2 separate regions of the Sus scrofa genome follow, and region 1 is linked to region 2. A link is a contact called in public Hi-C data. All regions are on one chromosome and are shown on one strand. The core of a region is the stretch at or near the end of the contact, and the rest is flanking DNA. Distances in the headings are between cores, read along the strand shown.

Region 1 (5,400 bases), core at 1,178-3,677, 89 kb before region 2:
TCCAACCCTCCCGTTAACACAGTATGTTGTAATCCATTTTAGTCACGGAACCCAGCAGCTGTGTCTACTGCTGTCCTGTGAGTTCCGAGTCTAGTCCTGTTATGATCATAGTCGTGGCATCATGCAAATCTCATTTCCTATCCAGCTTGTCAGAATGTGAGATCACATTTGTATTATGAGAAATCTCTGTAAAAGAAACACCCAAATGTGGTTTGGGCTGAGGGGAGGACAACAGATTAGACTAAATAAGGTGAGTGATTTTTCAGTTTGAGTGAGTTTGAAAAATCAAATTAAAAGAATCTATATGTGTATGTGTAACTGGGTCACCATGCTGTACAGTAGAAAATTGACAGAACACTGTAAACCAGCTATAATGAAAAAAACAAAAATCATTATATAAAATAAATAAATAAATACTTAGCCTACCAAAAAAAAAAAAAAAAGAAAGAAAAAAAGAAAAATCAAATTAGAAGTGAACTGGGGAGTGTGCAAGGGAAAAACACTCTTAATATATTGCTAGTGGGAGAGTAATGTGGTTGAATTTTTTTTTTTTAGAAGGCATTTTGGCCATTTTTATCCAGAGCTTTACTTTTGCATGCCCTTTGACCCAACAATTCTGTTTGCAGAAACTTACCCTAAGGAAATGATCATGAGCATAATAGATTTGACTGCAGTGACTATCACTTCATTGTTTAAAATACTGGGAAAGTAAAAATAACATAAATAACTTAAAATGGAATACTCTGTGCCTCTTTTTAATGACGGAGGAACACAGTCAATCACGTGGGAAATTTTGTAGAAAAGCAGTTTGGCAGTAGTGTACAGATCATGACTCTGTTTTTGTTTAAAAGAAGTGAGCTACTGGAGGTGTATTTACCAGAATGCAACATTGGTTCTCTCTCAATGTGGATAAAATGGGTGATTGATATTTTCTTCTTTTGTTCAACTGGTTTTTTTGTTTGTTTGTTTGTTTGTTTGTTTTTCGGTCTTTTTAGGGTGGCACTCACAGCATATGGACGTTCCCAGACTAGGGGCTGAATCGGAGTTGCAGCTGCCAGCCACAGCCTCAGCCACAGCAATGCGGGATCCCAGCCATGTCTACAACCTACACCACAGTTCATGGCAACAGCATCCTTAACCCACTGAGCAAGGCCGGGGTCGAACCCATGTTCTCAGGAGTCCTTCCTAGTCAGGTTTGTTACTGCTGAGCCATGGCGAGAACTCCTGTTCAACTGTATTTTAAGATGATTATATATAGGGTTTGTTTGTTTGGTTTTTTTTGGTTTTTTTTTTTTTCCCCTTTTTAGGGCCACACCTATAGCATTTGGAGATTCCCATACTGGGGACTGAACTCGAGCTACAGCTGTTGGCCTATACCACAGCTTACAGCAACACTGGATCCTTTACCCACTGAGCAAGGTCAGGGATCAAACCCGCAACCTCACAGTTACTAGTTGGATTCATTTCCACTGTGCCACAATGGGAACTCTGACCATATATAGTTTTGATTCATATAGAATTATTTTTCATAGTTCCTCAACTTTCTCCTAAAGTTTAAATTTACTCAATTAAGCCCTAGATCCATTTATAAAAAAGAAAAACAAAAGCCATTTTGAAAGAGTTTTCAGAAGGTGGGAAAGAGCTTGGGAAGGAGAGGAGAAGCAGTATCCAGGCTTGAGGAAAAGCAGAAAGGTTCTGTTCTGGGTGAATATCTCCTGTGGACTAGATGCTTTATTTCATTAATTTCCTTCTCATCATGATCTACTGCAGGCAGCAGTAGCCTCCTTTACAAGTGAGAACACCTAGAAGCTGAAAAGCCTGCAAGAGGTCCCACCGAGGGCCAGCATGAAGTAGGGTTCAAGCCCAGCTGTGTGGTACCAAAGCCCAAGTGAAGCCTCCCACATCAGTCTGTTTCCCCTGAATCAACTCTGAGAGAAAATTAAGGCAAAAAGTTAGTAAATAAGATTGTAATGTTTTTTCCACTGCCCCAAGAACATGGTTGGATCTTAGTAAGGAAGAAAAAGTTAGCTATACACGGAATTTCCTTTTCCCCGGAGCTGTAGTAACTGATGATAAGGTTGAAAGTTCTCTCTGGGCTTAACCTCTTGACCTTGTCACATATGTAGTTACATTCAGAACACTCACTGTTCTTACAGTGACATCAAATGTCGATGGAACAACCAAAATAACCTGGTTCTTCGGAGTCAGAGTGAGACTAGTTTATTCATTCCACAAAAAATTGAGGGCTTGCTCAGAGCCGAGGCAGGTACTGAGCTCTGAGGTAAGAACGTTCTGTGGTGGGCAACTCCTCTGCCCTTCTCCCAGTTGAGGTTTTGCTTCTGTGTGACTAATTTTGGTCAAAGACTGTCGTGCCTGTGTAGTGCTTAAAGGAAGGAAAATAATCCCTGGTTTCCCTTTGTGTCAACAGAGGATGAAATATAGAGTTCCCCAGAGTAGAGGGTTTTTCCTCACAGTCCTGCCCCCTCTACGCTCAGGAGAGGAAGGCTCTTCATGACGTAGCTATTTAAAATTTTATTGTTAACAGTGATTCAGGTATTTTAGAAGTTATGCTTAGAATACTAAATAATAATATTTAATATTTTAGTTGCATTGCATGGGTATAATCACCAGTAAGGTAGATGTTACTTCTTTAGTTCCTACCTTTTTTTCTTTCTTTCTTTCTTTTCTTTTTTGTCTTTTTAGGCCTGAACCCACAGCATATGGAAGTTCCCAGGCTAGGGGTTGAATCAGAGCTGCAGCTGCTGGCCTACGCCAGAGCCACAGCAATGCCAGATCCGAGCTGTGTCTGCAGCCTACACCTCGGCTCACAGCAATGCCGGATCCTTAACCCACTGAAGGAGGCCAGGAAGAGAACCTGCATCCTAGTGGATACTAGTTGGATACTTAACCCACTGAGCCACAACAGGTTTCTTCAAAGACATTTATGACTTTACTTATTACTATTAAATCTTTGATCCATCTGCATTGATTTGAGAGTGATCTGGGTTTTTCTCCAGATGTAAGCTAGTTCACCAACATCACTTCGTAATAATCCTTAAGGTTGCCTGAGCCCTTTCTTCACACACGGCAGAGAGCTTTACATAATCTCACCCTTACACTGACCCTCTGTGGGAGTCCAGTTAGCATTCCCGTTTTACGCCCTGGGAAACTGTCTCTGATTAAGTACAGTCGCTTGTCCAAGGTCACACTGTGAGCCAGGGACAGAGGGAGACTCTGCCTGATGCCAGAGCCTCCTCTGTAACGTGGAGTTAAGACATTTATGTGAAAACTCAGCCTTTTCTTTCTGCTTTATAGAGGCACTTTTATTTTACACGAAATTCTTTCAATACAACTCTATTTTTAGTATTTCACCATAATATTTTAATTGCTGTGGCTTTATAATCATGTGTTTTAGCATCAATACAGTATACCTATCCTCATCCCTCATTTCTCTTCCAAAAATAATTTTGGAGAGTCTTATGTATTTAATGCTTCTGGGTAAACCTGGTTTTCAACTTGACATGTTTCCCCTCTCCAAAATGTTTTTTATCTTGTGACCTAGATTGCATTTAATTTAAAAATTAATTTGAAGAGAAAGTGAAATATTCACAGGAATGAGATTTCCTATTTAGGAATATTGTGTATATACCACCATTTAGTCAAGCTTCCATCTATAGACTTCAGAGAACCTTTACAAATTCCTTTATGTATCTCTTGCCATTATCGCTGTATTCACTCCTAGGTATTTTCTAGTTTGATACCATTGTGCCTGGGACTTTTCCAAATACATTTCTATCATATGCATAAAAGACAAATCTGGCCACCTTACTGAACCGCTTTATGATTTCTGAAGGTTTTTATGATGTTTGCTCTTTAGGTAGATAATTCATCTGCTAATAATTAGATTTTCATTTCTTTCTTTCCAGTAGTCAAAACTCTTTTATGTGTTGCTTTTTTGACTAGAGATTCCAGAACAAAGTTGAGTATAAACTTGGTGGTAGGAATTCCTGCATTTATTTTGGTTAGTGTTTTACTTTTTATATTTCTGTTACAAGAATTCATCTCCATTTACTCAGGTATACTTTTGGAGCATTTAGAAGCGTGCTTATAGTGCTTATAATTTCTAGAGGCCATCAGGGAACAAGTGGGTGCCTGGTGTCCTTTCTGCACACGTGTTGCCTTACAGAAAGAAAAGGTGGCCTCCTGAAAATGGCAGGGGTCCCCTCTTCCTCCTCCGGGTTTCCAAGCTGTCTCCTTATGTTTGAAGTGTTTCTGCTTTCATCTCCACTACAGAGTTTATTTTTATGACCTTAAATACTTGTGGTTTAGCCTTGCATCACATTAGGTTAGCCTCTTTGTTGTAGTTTAGTGGAATGGGAGATATTATGCCCAGAAGCCTTAAAAGCTTCGCTGGAAGTGCTCTCAGGCACTTGTCTTCACAGAACAACAGGAATAAAAAGAATGGGTGGAGCCAGTGCTTGTGGGTCTCTCTTCCACTGCACACCCTGCAATCCTTCTTCTCTAAGGCAGGGGTGGGGGCCTCACTAGTGCTTTAGTTTAGGCTGCGTTTAGATGATGAACGAGCCCCTGCAGTCCTGGAAGTGATATCATGAACTCATTCAGTTTTTGCTCTTATGAGGAAATTTCTTTTGATATACACTCTTTAGGAACCCACTGCTTGTTCAGAAGCATATTTCTAATGAATATCAAAGAGTAACTAAACATTTTTCATCATGTAAGGACAGTCATTCTTATTCTTAGTTTTCTAACAGTTGGATTTTTTAAAATTTTGTTCTTTGTAAAAATATAATGTCTGTGAGTATGTTTCTTCCTTTCTTCCTTTGGTTGTCAAGGGGGGAGGGGAAGGGAGTGGGATGGACTGGGAGTTTGGGGTTAGTAGATGCAAACTATTATATTTAGAATGGATATGCAATGAGATCCTAATGTATGCAGGGAACTATATCCAATCTCTTGGGATAGAACACGATGGAAGATAATATGAGAAAAAGAATGTGTGCCTGTGTGTGTGTGTGTGTGTGTGTGTGTGTGACATAATATATGTCATAATTCACTCCTATGTTCTGGAATGATACCTTTTTGCTTAGGGTGTAATTCTTCCAACACCCTACCCTATTCTAATTGCTGCTTACTTATGTTGACTGCGTTATTATTAATAGCATTTATTAAATACTTAACTTGTGCCAGGCTCTGAGATAAAAACACCATCTATTATCTCATTTAATCTCTCAAACAACTTTGTGAGATCTTCATTTTAGAGATAAGGAAATGAAGACATAAATATATCAAGTGACATGTTTAATATTGCACAGCTATGAGGGTTGATATCGCACATCTATGAGCTTCACTTACCAAGACAATAGCTGACCATCTTTTTTTTTT
Region 2 (4,722 bases), core at 989-3,488:
CAGAACTTGGCCAAGAGGTCTGGAATCTCCAGGCCTGTCTGTGCTTTTATATATATTAATACATGTCTTACGATGTCAATTAGGACATTCTTAATTGTGATGTTCTTGTACAGTGGACAACCTGAATACTCCTATGCAGCTGCCTTACTCCTAATCAGTCTTTGGTTCATTAGACAACTACATGGAAAGCACTGTACTAGGTGCTACAGGAGATGCTAAGAACTTGCTCTTTTTATCAAGGAACATAATTTCCAGTAAGAAAAATATGCACACAAAGAGTATACATTACAAAGTGATAAGTTCTGTAAGAAAAGTATTGAAAAATTGCTAAGTGAATTCACAAGAGGAAATGTTTCAGTTTGATTAAGTAAAGAAAATTTCATGAAGGAGGAAACACTTGAGGAGTGGCTTGGAAGATGGAATTTGGATGTGCAGAAAGAGAAGAAAGCATATTTCAGAGGGGAGAGTGTAGATAAAAGCAGAAAGAAGTGAAAGTGTGCTACACACACGGAAACATTGGATGCTTAAGTTGAGCAAAGTAATGTACTGATTCTGAATCCTGCCTTGGACTCCTGAAGGACTATGAAGCTGTTACAGTGCTTTTCCAAAATACTGGCAAAATATAAAAAGACTGACAAATGTCTTAAACACATATTACAACTAATTTAAAAACACATTAGTGCTTTTGATTAATATAACATAAATTCCTTCAAAAACGCTACTGAATTCATAATAGAACACTGTTATATACTTTCTAAATCAATAAATACCAAGTGTAGAACTACTATGATGAGCTAGTCTAAGAAAGTTTGCAGTGTTAATAAAAGGAATCCCGTGTTCAAAAGGCTGATGAATTCTGTAGTTACACAAACCCTTATCTGAATTCCATCGCTACCAATAATTATTGTATGGTATTAGACAAATCTTTCAAGTTTGTTTCTTCATCTCTGTAGCAGGAATTATAAAACCAACCTTACTTGTTCTGATAGAGAAAATCATGGCATGTTTTAGGCATTCAGAAAATGCTAAGTATTACAAAATGAAAAGCTGAGGTTAAATCAGAGTCCACCTTGAATGTCAAGCTAAGGAGCTGGTACTTTTTCAGGCTAGATAGTTACTGCAGGTGAGAGGGATTGGACCTGGGACCCTTTGTTGCAGTGCTTATACCTGGACAAAACTTCTCCCCAAACATTTCCTGAGCAACAAACTACAAAGAAACTATAAGGGACTAAAAACAACTGTGCCTCTACCGCTGGGGCAAATTGTAAAAAAAACAATAAACAAAAAGACCAAAAACCCAACTGCCACCTCTGAGGTAAAGGGAGCAAAAGCAGGTTATTGTGCAAGACGGCTACACAAAGCACCACTAAAGGGATGGGAAGACCACGTGAGCCATCCTTCTGGCCAGACTCATGTATTCACCCCTATCCTCATCACATTTAAGGAACCAGCTTGCCCTGTGCACCCCAGGGAGCATGCAAGGAAACCTGTTTCTTGTTTTCCCTCTCTGGTGCACTATAGCACAGCCCCAGTAAAGTCATGCCCGAATTTCTTATCTGGCCTCTTAGCAATTTCTACTGAGTGAGGAGTCCAGGAACCCAGGTTGGAAACACAGGATTTTTGTCCAAGTGGCAGAAAAATCAAGGAGGGAAAAGAGTCTGAAAGATATTGCAGTTGTCCAAGTGAGGCAAAAAAAAAGCACTCGCAGTGAATTTCTGGAATATTTCGGACTATAAACTATAGGATTCCGAATTTCCTGGGTATGAAGAATGAGATTAAAGCCCACTATTTTGATCTAGTTGGTGCTGTTTACAACAACAGAAGACCAATGCCCTAACCTGGGAAATTCCATAAGTCGTAGCTACGGCCCTTAAAAAAAAAAAAAAAAAGGCAAAGACAGAGGTGACGTTCAGTTTCATATTTTGAGCTTAGCACCCAAAATTATCCTGGCTGAAAATGCATAAACAAAGCTTCAAATATGATCTGAGTTGAAACAAAGTTCTGGAAATTTTGTTCATTCTCTTAAATCCTAAGTTTTAAAAAACTTTTTCTTACGACATCATAATTCACTCCGGGACACCTTATACGTTACAGGGTTCTGCGAAACGACGCTGAAAACTGCCAAGTTCCTTCTGGACCCAGGATACCGCGCGCCGGTGCGGTCACTGTGACGTGCGGCGCGAGTCTGCGTTTTGGGGGACGTCGTGCGCTGTTACCAGGGAGACGCAAGGGGCGGGGCGACTGCCGCCAAGGCCTCCGGCTCCTGCCGGTCGCGCCCTCTCACGCCCCCTCGTGGTTGCTGGCGTGTGGGCCACAGCCTATGGCTTTGCAGCTCCGCCGAGAGTCGCTCTAGCTCTGGCGTCAGCCTCCAACTGCGCGGGCGCCCAACGCGCTGACTCGCCAAGCGCCAGGCTAGAGGCGACGCCTCGAGGTGAAATCGAGGAGGTGCAGGAGGGGAACTCTACGTGGGCCCCGCTGTCCGGGAGAAGCCTGAGGCTTTGAGCCGCGCGGGGGCAGAGATGGCGGAGGAGTGGGAAGGCGATTTTGCGAAGTCATGTGCACGCCTTGAAGCAGCAGCGACTGCAGACACCTCGGGGTCTCCAGCGGGGACCACCACGGTCGCCGCAGAGTCATCGGAGCGCGAGGGCTACAGTAGAAAGTGCGTGTTCTGCCGGATCGCGGGGCAGCAGGAACCCGGCACGGAACTCCTGTACTGTGAGGTGGGCGGCAACGCGCGACTGGGCGTGGGTGGGGGCCTGATCGCTCCTGGGGACTCCGCCAGGAGGGCCTCGATGGGGGGGATCGGGTGGGAGGGTCCTATGTAAATGAAGCGGGGGGCGCCCGGGTGTTCTAGTGTTCGCGACGGAGTTGCTTCTCTAGGGGCGGGGAGGGTCACCTGCGGCCTCTTTGCTGTTCTTAGGGGAGAACATGTAGTGATAATTGGTAGAAAATAGCACGTATGGCCTCATTTTATTAAAGGGTTCTCTCCCTCCCAGTCTCTCCTTTTTAGATATTGCTTTTACGTTATGCACTCTTAATACTGATACTGAAGATAAAACTAGTAGAAAATAGATAATGGTAATCGTGAAAAGTCTGTTAGATTGATTGAAAATAGGCTGGCAGGAGCGGGTCCACTATTAGTACGAACTGCTACTTAGTAATGATTTCCACTAAAGGGTCCAGTGCTTTAGAAGTGTTATTAATTGGAATGTATGGACATTTTCAGAGCATTAAGACTTTACCCAGGTATTTTATGTATGTATGTATGTATTTATTTATTTAGTCTTTTCGACTTTTCTAGGGCCGCTCCCGCTGCATATGGAGGTTCCCAGGCTAGGGGTCTAATCAGAGCTGTAGCTGCCAAGCCTATGCCAGAGCCACAGCAACACGGGATCAGAGCCGTGTCTGCGACCTACACCACAGCTCATGGTAACGCCGGATCCTTAACCCACTGAGCAAGGCTAGGGATGGAACCCGCAACCTCATGGTTCCTAGTCAGATTCGTTAACCACTGTGCCACGATGGGAACTCCCCAAATATTTTAAAACACATATCTGTTAGTCACTTTCTTCTACCAACTCTGCTTACCTTTGAAGAAACAGTCTTTTGAGAGAATCAGCTCCAGAGTCTGGTCTTGTTTTGTTTTTGAAGTAAACATTCATTCACTTGTTTTTGTTTTATTTTATCCTTTTTTTTTTTTTTTTTTTTTGGCCATGGCATAGCACTCGGAAGTTCCCAGGTCAGGATAAACCCAAGGTTGCGGTGACAACACTGAGTCCTTAACTGCTAGTCCACCAGAGAACTCCCATTCACTTGTTAAAAGTAAATTGAATTCCTTCCAAGCACTGTTGGAGATTCAGTGGTGAGCAAGGTAAAGGATAGTCCCTGTCTAGATTTTATAATCTAAAGGGTGGAATGAATACAGACAGAGGAGGCAGCTGATTCCAGTGCCCTGTGCTGTGGTGAAATAGTTTTACCACCTGTACTATTTTGCAAGGCTCCCCTGTGGAGGGGTACCTGACCCAGATTTGAAGGGTTGGGGAAGGTTTTCCAGAGGAAGTGAGGCATGAAAAAATAAATAGGTATTGGCCAGGTGAGGAGGAGGAGAGAAGTTCCCTCTAAGAGGACCTCAAGTGGTTTGGTTTCTGCTATAGGAGAACAGAAAGAAATTCAGTCTAACTGGAGCATAAAGTTTGCGGGGATGAGTCATGAAAGACGAGGCTGGAGAGGTAGGCAAGGGGCCATATTATTAAGGATATTGTAATTCATGTTAAGGAGTTTTGGCTTTATTTGAAGAGTGAAGAGAAGCTCTACAGTAGAATGTTTAATGCTACCATTCATGCTGGGTGGGAAGGAAGAGGATGAGGAGTTACAAGAAAGGGATTGCTCTTTGAAAGATCATCTGGCACTATTGTGGAGAATGATTTGGAGAGGACCAATCTGAAGGCATGGAGTTTGGTTATGAGGCTTTTCAAGTAATCCACCTTGATGACGGCCTGAAATAAAGAATAATAATAGAATGTAGTGGGATGAAGAAAAGGGCATCAATTTAAGGATATTTAGGAGTCTGACACTGGCAAGATCTGCATTTCCAGCCTAGACTATAGGAACTGCCAGTTTATAGATTGAAATTGAAAAGAGGAGAATTAATGAGACCACCTAGGAGTATATGTGGAGTAAGATGTGAAAGGACCCCTACACTGAACTCTAAAGAACACTAGC

The links. A called contact is a pair of places that touch in the nucleus more often than the background predicts.
Region 1: a contact with region 2 is called in a Hi-C map of alveolar macrophages, with 3 times the contacts expected there. The contact joins the enhancer-like site here to the promoter of HINT3 in region 2. A contact is called at or near these places in 1 of 5 promoter capture datasets (liver), 15 of 47 Hi-C or Micro-C datasets (alveolar macrophages, brain, embryonic fibroblasts and 8 more) and 2 of 2 datasets of contacts at active chromatin or transcription factors (alveolar macrophages and skeletal muscle).

Annotation. Positions count from the first base shown.
Region 1 is chr1:37,110,083-37,115,482 of Sscrofa11.1, reverse strand. The region is part of intron 3 of NCOA7 (nuclear receptor coactivator 7); the gene reads left to right. Among named protein-coding and RNA genes, the nearest start is that of NCOA7, 82 kb to the left of the region's middle. Within about 2 kb of position 2,427, at least 4 of the 83 cell types and tissues checked have an H3K27ac peak or open chromatin away from gene starts, as enhancers often do. A contact at or near this core is called in alveolar macrophages, where this site is marked.
Region 2 is chr1:37,021,719-37,026,440 of Sscrofa11.1, reverse strand. HINT3 (histidine triad nucleotide-binding protein 3) reads left to right here and starts at 2,238. Exons shown (of 5, transcript XM_001928728.4): 1 at 2,238-2,720. The coding sequence starts at 2,520.